Linked DNA regions of Arachis hypogaea: region 1 is linked to region 2. A link is a contact called in public Hi-C data. All regions are on one chromosome and are shown on one strand. Each heading gives the region's core, a stretch centred on a gene start, on an enhancer-like site or on the middle of the called end of the contact. The rest is flanking DNA. Distances are from core to core; before and after follow the strand shown.

Evidence for each region. Hi-C and Micro-C count contacts between places; a contact is called where the count stands out from the background.
Region 1: a Hi-C map of an unstated tissue shows a contact between it and region 2, with 7 times the contacts expected there. The contact joins the promoter of LOC112716043 here to the promoter of LOC112716038 in region 2. A contact is called at or near these places in 7 of 8 Hi-C or Micro-C datasets (leaf and an unstated tissue).

What each region holds. Positions count from the first base shown.
Region 1 is chr10:96,919,066-96,924,457 of arahy.Tifrunner.gnm2.J5K5, forward strand. It overlaps LOC112716043, which reads right to left and starts at 2,943. Exons shown (of 10, transcript XM_025767883.3): 1 at 2,202-2,943; 2 at 1,917-2,099; 3 at 1,303-1,704; 4 at 1,058-1,121; 5 at 626-843; 6 at 414-527; 7 at 207-312; 8 at 1-7. The coding sequence starts at 2,846.
Region 2 is chr10:96,709,520-96,714,515 of arahy.Tifrunner.gnm2.J5K5, forward strand. LOC112716038 (3-ketoacyl-CoA synthase 10) reads right to left here and starts at 2,537. Exons shown (of 3, transcript XM_025767875.2): 1 at 1,790-2,537; 2 at 337-965. The coding sequence starts at 2,203. It overlaps LOC112716039 (protein WHAT'S THIS FACTOR 1, chloroplastic), which reads right to left. Exons shown (of 3, transcript XM_025767876.3): 3 at 4,736-4,996.

The sequences.
Region 1 (5,392 bases), core at 1,693-4,192, 210 kb after region 2:
TCTTTTCCTATGAAAAATAAGAAAACGAGGGATAAGCTTCTTTTTCTTTTTCCCCCTTAGTTGGTTTCCTAGTGTTGAACCAAGATATAGAACCAAAAACTACCCAAATCATTTGAAAGTAAATGACCAAGCTATATATGTTAAATAAAGAATAACCGGCAGAGATAAATAATTAAATATACAGAAGAAGTTGTATTGAGCTCTACCAATAGTATAGCTGCCAATCAGAAAAAGGGTCTCGGGATTAAAAGCCTCCGCTTGAATGGCATCAATAACAAATTGTATGACAGCTTCTTGTTTTGGAAAGTCATACTGCAATGAAATAAAAAAACAAATATATAAAACAATCCTACTGGAATAGGACTATAGGAGTCTCTTGTTTGAGATTATTTCGTTATTCTGATATGACTGACCTGTGGGTTACAATATGTTGTATCAAGAATTAGAGTATGGATACGACACATCCGGAGAAAAGGATTGTTTGCTATTTCTTCACTGTACCGAAAATCCCCAGTATGGAGAACCGCCTAAACAGACAGGAAATATTTACTGAATTCTAACAATGGGTAACAAAGAAAGTAACAAACTATAAATAAGCTCATGACAAAGTGAATCAAAGCCACACCTTACCATTCGGAGGTTGAAAGAGGATGATTATCGAACCCGGACAATGGTTGGCATCCAAGCAGGTCACATCAACACCGTCTATTGAGACCTTCTCGTTCAGAGGCAAAATATGTATTTTATCATAGGCAATCCCAATGTTTATATTTACAAGGCTAGCGGTAATAGAAGAGCAATAGATCTTTCCATGACTGAACGACTTTGTGAGACCTTGATAATCTGTATTCACAATCGAGAAACAACAACCAAGAATTGCATAACTTCAAAATCTGACTCTGACCTTAATAATCCCCTTACAAAAGCTGAACACAAGGGACTTGTTTATCAAAATGCTAACATAAAAGAAATATATTATTTCAAAATCTGTTATGAAAATAAACAGGGTTATCACGTGAAAACAAATTTGACTGTTCAGAGGCAACAGCATACTTACGGTCTAAATGGAAGTGTGTGAGAAACCAGTGAGAACAATCTCCTCTGAGATATTTGAAAGCATCCTACATAGAATAAATGTTATCAAACCCACATCAATATTCAATACATAATTTTTATTCTTTACATTCTTTTTCTTTTCCTAATTTGGCAGGTGCCATAAAACAAGATTCACAATGCCAGGGAAAATAAATTAACACAAAACCAATAGACATGCATTATCTAGAATAGTAGAATGACATTTACCACCCGAAAAGGCGTTCCAGGAATGCTACACCATTGGGGAACATCACGAAGTTTTCTATTTGTAGACGTATTTTTTGCCTTGCTTTTATGGCCAGAATCCAAGGTACTGTTTTTTGTTTCCAGCTGTTCTCCTGAAGCCGCAGGTGCTTTCTTCCCATTGCCAGCAGAGCCAGGAAAATATTCAGTAATCAATTTGTTTGTCACTGGTTTAGTTGTGCCATAAACTTTCTTTTCAGATTTTTCACGTTGCAATTTGACTTTCTGGTTTCCACTCCTTCTAGGCTCTGCAATAGCATCCTCATGTTTCTCATCTGAACGGCCAGTTCCTTTTCTAAGTTCATAAAGAGCATGCACAATCTTTTTTCTGGGACCAAGTGCAGTAATACCAATGCTTAATAGATCCTATATATTACAGAACAAGACAAGGAAACAAAAAGTTTCAAAAAATATTTTGATCTTCAACAAGAGAGTAATGCAAACAGCACTGGTTTTATATGACATTATTAGACTTGCAACTTCTTTCAAATCCAACACTTCCACAGTGACACTCTAGCAATAGTTATGAACCCAATGATTAACTATAAGATCATAGATACTAATGAATATGAGCTCACCTCTTCTTTCAGCCACTGCAAGGTGTCCCAATCAACTTCTTCCCTCACAAAAATATCTTCGTATTTCGCTAAGCCGATACTGCGCAGCCAATCAACAACCGCAGAAACATTGGCAACTTTCGGCTTCGGCTCTGGCTCCAATTGAGCACCCACTCCATCATTCTCGCCATCACGAACTGCAACCTGAGGAAACGTTTATCAACAATTAACCCTAGTACAATTCAACATCACAATTTCGCATATCAAATTGAAACGATAACAGAGAATTGAAAGGTTGTATCTTACATCTTGAGCTTGATCTTCCACTCTGTCAAGGCAATGATTGGTGTGAAGGTGTCGCTGTTCCTCACTGAAGCTAGAGATATCAACATCACACAGTGGACAAAGAACAGAACCTCCAACACCATCAACACGCGGCATCATCCTAGATCTTTCATCTTCATCTAACTCATTGCACAAATTCAGCAACAGATCGAGGTCCGAATCATCATCATCATTATCATCCAAAGGTTTTCCAGATCCGTGGCTGAGCCGCGCGTGTGGTCCCAACGCCACCAGCTTGGACTCTATCGAATTTCGGAAGTACGCGCAGTTGGTTTTCTTCTTCAGGCCCTGGGACTCCGCGGAGCACGAAGGAACGACGTCGTTTTGCTGTTGGGAATGACAAACGGTGGCACAATCTATGGTGGAAGGGATGCAATCCAAGCTGCAGTTTTCAATATTAAAGTCAGTGTCGTAAGGGGGAACGTTCTCCTTGCCGAAGTGATGTGTGGTCGTTGACTTGTGCTTGAGCTTCTTGGATGGACGGTGAGGATTGGAAGGGGCAAGTGTGGTCTGCGTAAGAGGGAGGTGGAAATCATCGTCGTCATAGTCGTGTTCGGGAAAAGAGAACTGAGCTTCAGTGTGGCAGTGGCTGCGACTCATCATCATCCCTTGAAACTTGGAAAGAGATCGATAGGAGATAAAGTCATGGAACCCCTCTTTCAAATAATTTTACAGCTTCCAAATGGAGGGAAACCTCCATCATATTTTGAAGCTGAGTCCACCAGGGCCCAATAAAGCCCACTTCATCTACTTCCCCTATTGTTAATTTACTATTATTACACATGTTAATTTTAAATTTTTATTAGACAAAACAATACAATATATATATAAATAATTTTTATAAATCGAATCGCTAGGCCAAATTTTAAATCGTAAATTGTATTCCTTTCTATCTTGCAAGAGGCGTGCTGTAAATGGACTGATGCTTACGGTCAGTGTGTTACGATTAAGGTTCAATTTAAAAATATGTTTTAGAGGTGTAGTGGTATTTATAATAGTCTTCAACATAATACTCAAATTCTTTTAGGATTATTTTGTAGCTTAATCGTCAACCTTTTAGGAGCCTTAGATTATACTTGGAGATTTTAATTATTTTTTGCATGAGGTGAAAGGTTGTCTTTTTTTCAAGTCGACGCGCATTTCAATTTGCTACTTTTTTAGGAGATAGTGCTCTATTTGACTTAAAGACTATCGGAAGACGGTTCTCTTAGTATAGGAGGATTAAAAACAACATAAAGGTGGCAAAAAGGTTTGATAAGGTTTTATAAATAGTGAATGGCTATCACTTTTTCCTGAGCCTTATACAGAAATTTTGAATAGATTGCAGTCTGATCACTGTCCTATCTTAGTGCGCTATAAAGGTCACCCTCAACGAAAAGGAATAGACCCTTCCGATTTCTGACAGCTTGGACTACTCATCCTTATTACAGAGATATTATGAAGCATTCTTGGTGGACTAGCTATAGAGGGATGCAGAACAAGCTCTCGGAGGTGTAGAAGAACTCTCTTGCATTTAATTCTACAATCTTTAGTAACATCTTTGTTAGAAAATCTGAATTGGAGCATCAAATTAACTATTATCAGAAGCATTTGGAAGTAATGGAAGACTTGGCCATGCATCAAAAAGAGCAATAGTTGATTGGAGATTATAATAACACTCTTGTACAAGAGAAGCTTCTTTGGTTTCAAAAATTCAAAGAATAGTGGGTGAAGTTCAGGGACAGAAATATCAGCTTCTTTCATGTTCAGACTCTTGTGCAATGGAAGTTTAGTAAGATTCATGGCCTCTTCCTCAAGGATGGTGTGTGGGAGATAGACCTAGAAGTTCTTATTCAGAAAGCTGAATCCTTCTATAAGAGTTTATTTTGTCAGTCGGAAAATGTTGCTTTAGGGTGTCTAGAGGATGTTCCACTCTCTTTGTTGAATGAGGAAGCTTGTCGTAATCTTATTGCGGCTGTTATTATGGAGGAAGTTAAATTAGCTATTTTTAGCATGAATTCCTTTAAGGCCCCAAGTCCAAATGGATTGCAAGCTTTCTTCTTCAAGGACTACTGGAGAATTATTGGTTCTGATGTTTGAAAAATGGTTAGAGAAGCTTTCTCTAGGAGTGCTATTGATCCAAAGATGATGGAGACTTTTCTAGTTCTTATCCCCAAGGTGGAATCACTAGTATTTATGAAGGATTTCAGATCTATTAGTCTCTATAACGTGATTTACAAGGTAATTACAAAAGTTTTTGTCAATAGACTCTGCCCTCATCTCATAGATATTGTTGGTCCTCTTTAAGGGGGGTTTATTCCAGGAAGGAGAGCACTTGACAACATTATTATTGTGCAATAAGTTCTTCATTTCATGAAGAAGACTATGTCTAAAAAAGGCACCCTAGCTTTTAAGATTGATTTGGAAAAATCTTATGACGGAGTTGATTGGAGGTTTCTGAGGTAGACCCTTGTAAAATTTGGTTTCCCTACTCCTACATTCAATCTGATTATGAGTTATGTCACTTCGTCCTCATTGTTTATTCTTTGGAATGGTGATAGACTGAATAGCTTCACTCCTAGCCATGGGCTTCGGCAAAAAGATCCTGTGTCGCCATATCTTTTTGTGTTGTGTATGGAGAGGTTATCCTGCCTGATTAATCATCAAGTTGATATGGGACGGTGAAAGTCGGTGGCTATTTCTCGAGGGGGTCCAAGAATATCCATTTAATATTTGCCAATGATTTGCTTTTCTTTTGTAAAGCAGAGAAAAGCCAAGTTCAAAATGTGATGAAAACATTGGAGAGTTTTTGTAAAGCTTCTGGGATGAAGATTAATATGGATAAGTCTAAAGCTATGTGTTCCCGGAATGTGTTCGCGACAAGAAAGGAGATCTTTATTGGGGTGTCCATCATCAGATTCATCCAGAATTTGGGTAAATATCTCGGGGTTAATCTTACTCACTCTAGGGTGATCAGAGCATCTTTCAATGGGATTTTGGACAAGATCCGAGGGAGGCTAGTCAGCTAGAAAGGGAGGTTACTCAATAGGGCGGGAAGATTGTGTCTGATCGATTCAGTAGTGGCTGCTATTCTTACTTACCACATGCAACTCTCTCTCTCTTTTCCAAAGGAACAACAAATTTGATAGCATTAATGATGAAGAACTTTTTAT
Region 2 (4,996 bases), core at 1,287-3,786:
GCATTTAAATAGATCATTTTTAAATAATATATTTAAAATCAAATTTTAATATAAAATTTGAAAATAAAATAATTAATTAATAAAAAAAAGTGATTATTCATATAAAAAATATGTAAATTACATTATATCAACTATCAAATAATTTAGTAAACAATTATATCTGTATAAATTATATATTAAAAATAAATTAAATAATATATATTTAAAAATTAATTTTTTGTGTATATATAATATTTTTATTTAATTTATGTCGATAATTTTTTTAAATAAACTTTTCTCATTATTAAATTCTATTCTTCTTCTCATGTTTCTTCATTTAGAATTGAAAAAACAAACCTGAAGCTGCGGTCATCGGCACCCTTGTGCGTGCGAACAATATGCTCAAGACGATACTTGGCACGGCTATAGTCGCGGCGGCGATTGGAGAGCAAGGTGGCGGAGCAACCCATACGAAAGAAGCAGTTGGGAAGAAGCATGGACCTCTCTTTTCCCTGGTACCAATTAAAGCCTACCATCTCAGTGCTGACAACAACCGCGTAGTTATTAGGGTTTGACTGAAGAATATCCCTGGCCAAATCGACCGCTATGATCCCAGCACTGCACCCCATTCCTCCAAGATTGTAGCTCAGAATGTTGCCCCTCATCTTGTAATGGTTTATGATCATTGCTGATAGCGATGGCGTAGGGTTGAAGATGCTGCAGTTCACCACAAGGATTCCTACGTCCTTTGGCCGCACCCTCGTCTTCTCGAAGAGCTCGTCGAGTGCTCCGAACATGACCGTCGACGCCTCGGCTCGGCCTTCTTTCATGGTGGCCGTGTTCTCGTTGGAGGCTATCACTGCTTTGGGGATGTATGTCTCGTCGCCTATGCCTGAAGACATTAGGATCCTCTTTTGAAACTCCAAGCTCCCTTCATCAAACTTGCCTGATTTTCTTGCTAGCTCAATGAACTGCTCCCTTGACACCTTCACACACATTATTCATGCAATTTTTTATTACAATTTCTTAGATTTTAATGTCTGAAAATCTATGTTTAAAATCAACAGTAGAGTGATAAGTAGTCAATATAAGAATTAATCACCTAGATTTGTTTATATTTTCTTATCATTCAAACTATGGCACAAATAAAAATATACTTTGTCTTTATTTCTATTTTCAGCATCTGATCTTTATGTCTTAGTATATCTTGAGATAATTATACTAATCAAACAAATTTCAAAAGACATTGGTTAAGGCTTTCAATAAAATAAATACGTAAATAAGACCTTAAATATTTATTCCAAATGCAGACTTTATGTTCAAATATTAACTGATGTCCATAGTACTTTATTACGATTTTGCAAACAAATATTAAAAGTAAAAGTGTTATAATGAAAAAATATATATTTAAAAATTCTAAGGATATGTACATTTATTTATTTTAAAATCCTTCCACTTTTAATTTTGTTAGCAAAAAGACCGTCGTTAGCAAAAGCTCTATAGTTTTCTCTAATAAGTAATAAGTCCATTTAAGAATAATAGTAGTTAAATAAAAAAAAAGTATTTTAGACACACAAAATATTAATTATTATGTATTTTTGTATAATTATATATATTATTTAACTCATTTTAATATATATGTTTAATTTATTTGATAGCTAATTTTTTTTTTAACATGTACATGGTTGAAAATATAATTATTAAGCATATTCTTATTTGGTACATGATACAAATAACTAATTCAACACATATAAAAATATTATTTAACAAGCATGGTGGGTGTACGTGAAGATTGGAGAAATAAAGGTACCTTGAGGTGATCTTGAGGTTGGTAGCATGCAAAATCAACGAGGTAAATGGGGCGAGGCCTGGACATGAAGTAAACAGAGAGCGTGAAAACAAAGACGGCAAAAGAAGCCAAGACGGTAGCAAGGTCATAACGCGCATCTTCCCAAAGCTTCTTCCACAGATCCTCTTTGCTCAGACTACCAACCTCAGCACTGAACACCACAAGCAGCACCGGTATCGTCACCAAGTAAATGCCATGGTTTATCAGGTAATGGTACCCCAATTTCACGTACTTGAGGTTCACCGATTGAAGAAAATCCGGTAACCGCCGACGAACCCTAACCGAGAATGTTAACGAACCCGCGTTCGGTCCAGATGACTCAATCCCACGGTTCACTATCTCCGTTGAGAACAGATCTCGTTCGTTATTCGCCATGCCACCAGATCAAGATCAAGATCACAATGTATTTTAATATGAGTGTGTGATGGATGCCTCAAACTTAATCTATATATGTATTTATACTACTTTAGATTAGTGTTATTTCTAAGTAGTGGTATAGTACAAGATAGTGGGTGAAAACGAGTAAATGCTAGCACCTAATTGATGTGTGTGTAGTTGAGACTTTTCAACGGCCTTTAATTTCTTCATTTAATATCAGTGGGTGCATGAGTTCAATTCGTTGTGTAATATGTACTAGTAACTCCCTTTACCTTTTTTCTTGTCTCTCCGTTCTTGTGTTTTTAAAGATCAAAAAATATATAAAAAGTTTGTGAACATTGGATGATCCAGTTGGTTTTTCTCTTGTGAACAATCAATGTCACATCCAACGGCCCACCAGCTGCTCTAATGCATACAGTTGGTACAGTTTAGGTTCAATCTCTTATGAGTTTCCATCTTTATCCTTTGAAACCCTTATCATCCCAGGCCATTTCTTCTTCAAGTGCTGTGTCACAATTAAATTCTGCCATGTTATATTAGAGCACACCTTTATTATTGTTACAGCTTTTACATCTGCCATGGAGAAAATTTCCTCTTAACTTTTACCACAAGTTTTGACTCTTCCACAATAAATAATTATCATATATTATTTAAGCCAGCAAATATTTTTTTTTTCAAAGAGTGTTTCTAAATTTTTATAAGACAACAAACTAAAACCATATGGTTATAATGGTGGTAATCCAGTGCGATACAATAATGACACCAGAAAAATAGCGATGTGATGGTTAAGGGTTTAGATTGAAATTAGCCACTAATAAAAATAAGGATAATGACATTCCCTGGATATTTCATTGCAAGAAGATGCTTAATTTGAAGCAGATTTAAAAAGTGATATTTATTTAGAAAAGCTAGGTCACAAAGCTTTATTTCAGCTCAAAAAATTAAGCCTATAGCAGACCTACCACGACATATATAGATCAAGCCATTCAAATCTGGAAATGGACTATAAAATCAAGAATACTCCATGCTAGTATGCAGACGAGAATCACATGTATGTGAAAACTGAAAAGGTTGTTTCTGTGCATTAGCAATCTACCCACTTTGAACACGATTATATGATTGCAAACCGCATAACCCGGCCCGTATTCTTGTCTAATTCATGAGCATGAAAAATTACTTGTACCAAGGGATAAGATGACCTTTTCATATTAAAATTTCACATAACTTTACCAACATTTAATTTTCAATATTGAGGCTAAAAGAACTAACAGACAGAGCGCATATATAAAGGAAATACAATAAGTGTGAACAGTGACAATTTGAATCAATAAGTGCTCAAAGCAACCAAGCCATTAGCCATCAAATCATGAATTTAATCATCCATTTGCGAATTACTTTTTTTCCTTTTAGACAGCCCATTCTTGCGGATTACTTGTTAGTTGAAGTGACAAATCATAATACCTCTTGATATGTTGTACCGAGTTTAGACTAGGTTTAGCCTAATTAGTGTGGTGTGAGTTTCAGTGTATGTCAAAAAAGAAAAAGGAAATTATATTTCTCATAGAGGCTATTTTTTTAGATATTAATAAGGATTGGTACCGCAGAGACGGATTACTTTTTAAATATTTATAAAGACAATATTTAGAGAGTATATTGCATTATTTTAATATTAAAATCACAATACACAAACCATGTATTGTTTATAAATACACGAACCGCGTATTATCAGTGCAATATGTATTTTACATATCGTACTTGCACAGAATACATATTACACTTGCAGAGAACGGCACCCCCAAAACACTAATTTTTATAATATCAACATAAAATTCCATTCCCTCTTCGATATTAAAATAAAAAATCCTCTCATGGACAAAGATGAGACTAAAAGGGTTACAACTTGGGCCCAGAATGTGTCTTCAGTCCAAACTACTAACAAAAAAAAGGCCAAGAACCCATGATATTCGTGTCATATATTCCAAGAAATAGCAACAAACACTATTTTTAAATTTTAAGAGTAGACTTTCACCAAAAAAAAAAAAGAAACTTTTAAAGAGAGTAGACAAGGAAGGTGAGATCCTAAATTAGGAAATACAGTGCATTATACGCTCATTTGCTTTTGGGGAAACATCGAAGCTTCTTGCATAGACTCTCTCCCTGATAGTGACATACATTAAGAAAAGGACCAATATTAATTATGAAGTTGATAGGAGATAATGATCAAGGTTATTAAAGCCAACCTTCCAAAGTAGAACATAAGTCTCTAGCTATGCCAATATGAGTTTTGTGAAAAAGAATGCAGATAAGAAAACAGCTCTCCTAAGGAGTTGAAGAATAACTAGAGAAACCAACTAGTACCATTCTGCATATTTTCATGAATGATCAACATCTGACAACTCAAAATTGACCCACCAAAAACCAGCAAAAATTTTACTCAAACTTGTTATCACTGCTTAGCTGGGTATTTTTAGACTAGTTAAGATGTTTGTGACAACTAGAATGAGTGGATATGGTGAATCCTCAAGGCAATGAACAATAAATGTTTCCTTTTATAGTATTATGTTTTCTGTCACCACACTATTCCAGTCAATGCACAGTTTCCTTTGGAAAATCAAATACAACATGTGTGGGAAAAAAAAAATGAAAATACCATCGAGCAATGAAGAAACTTGTCTCCTCAAATGTGATTGACTCAATGATATCCGCTAACCCTCAAATCGCTTATCTGCATTGCTTCAATATATGATTGGATGTTGCATACCTAGATAAATTTTACACAAGTTCAAAATG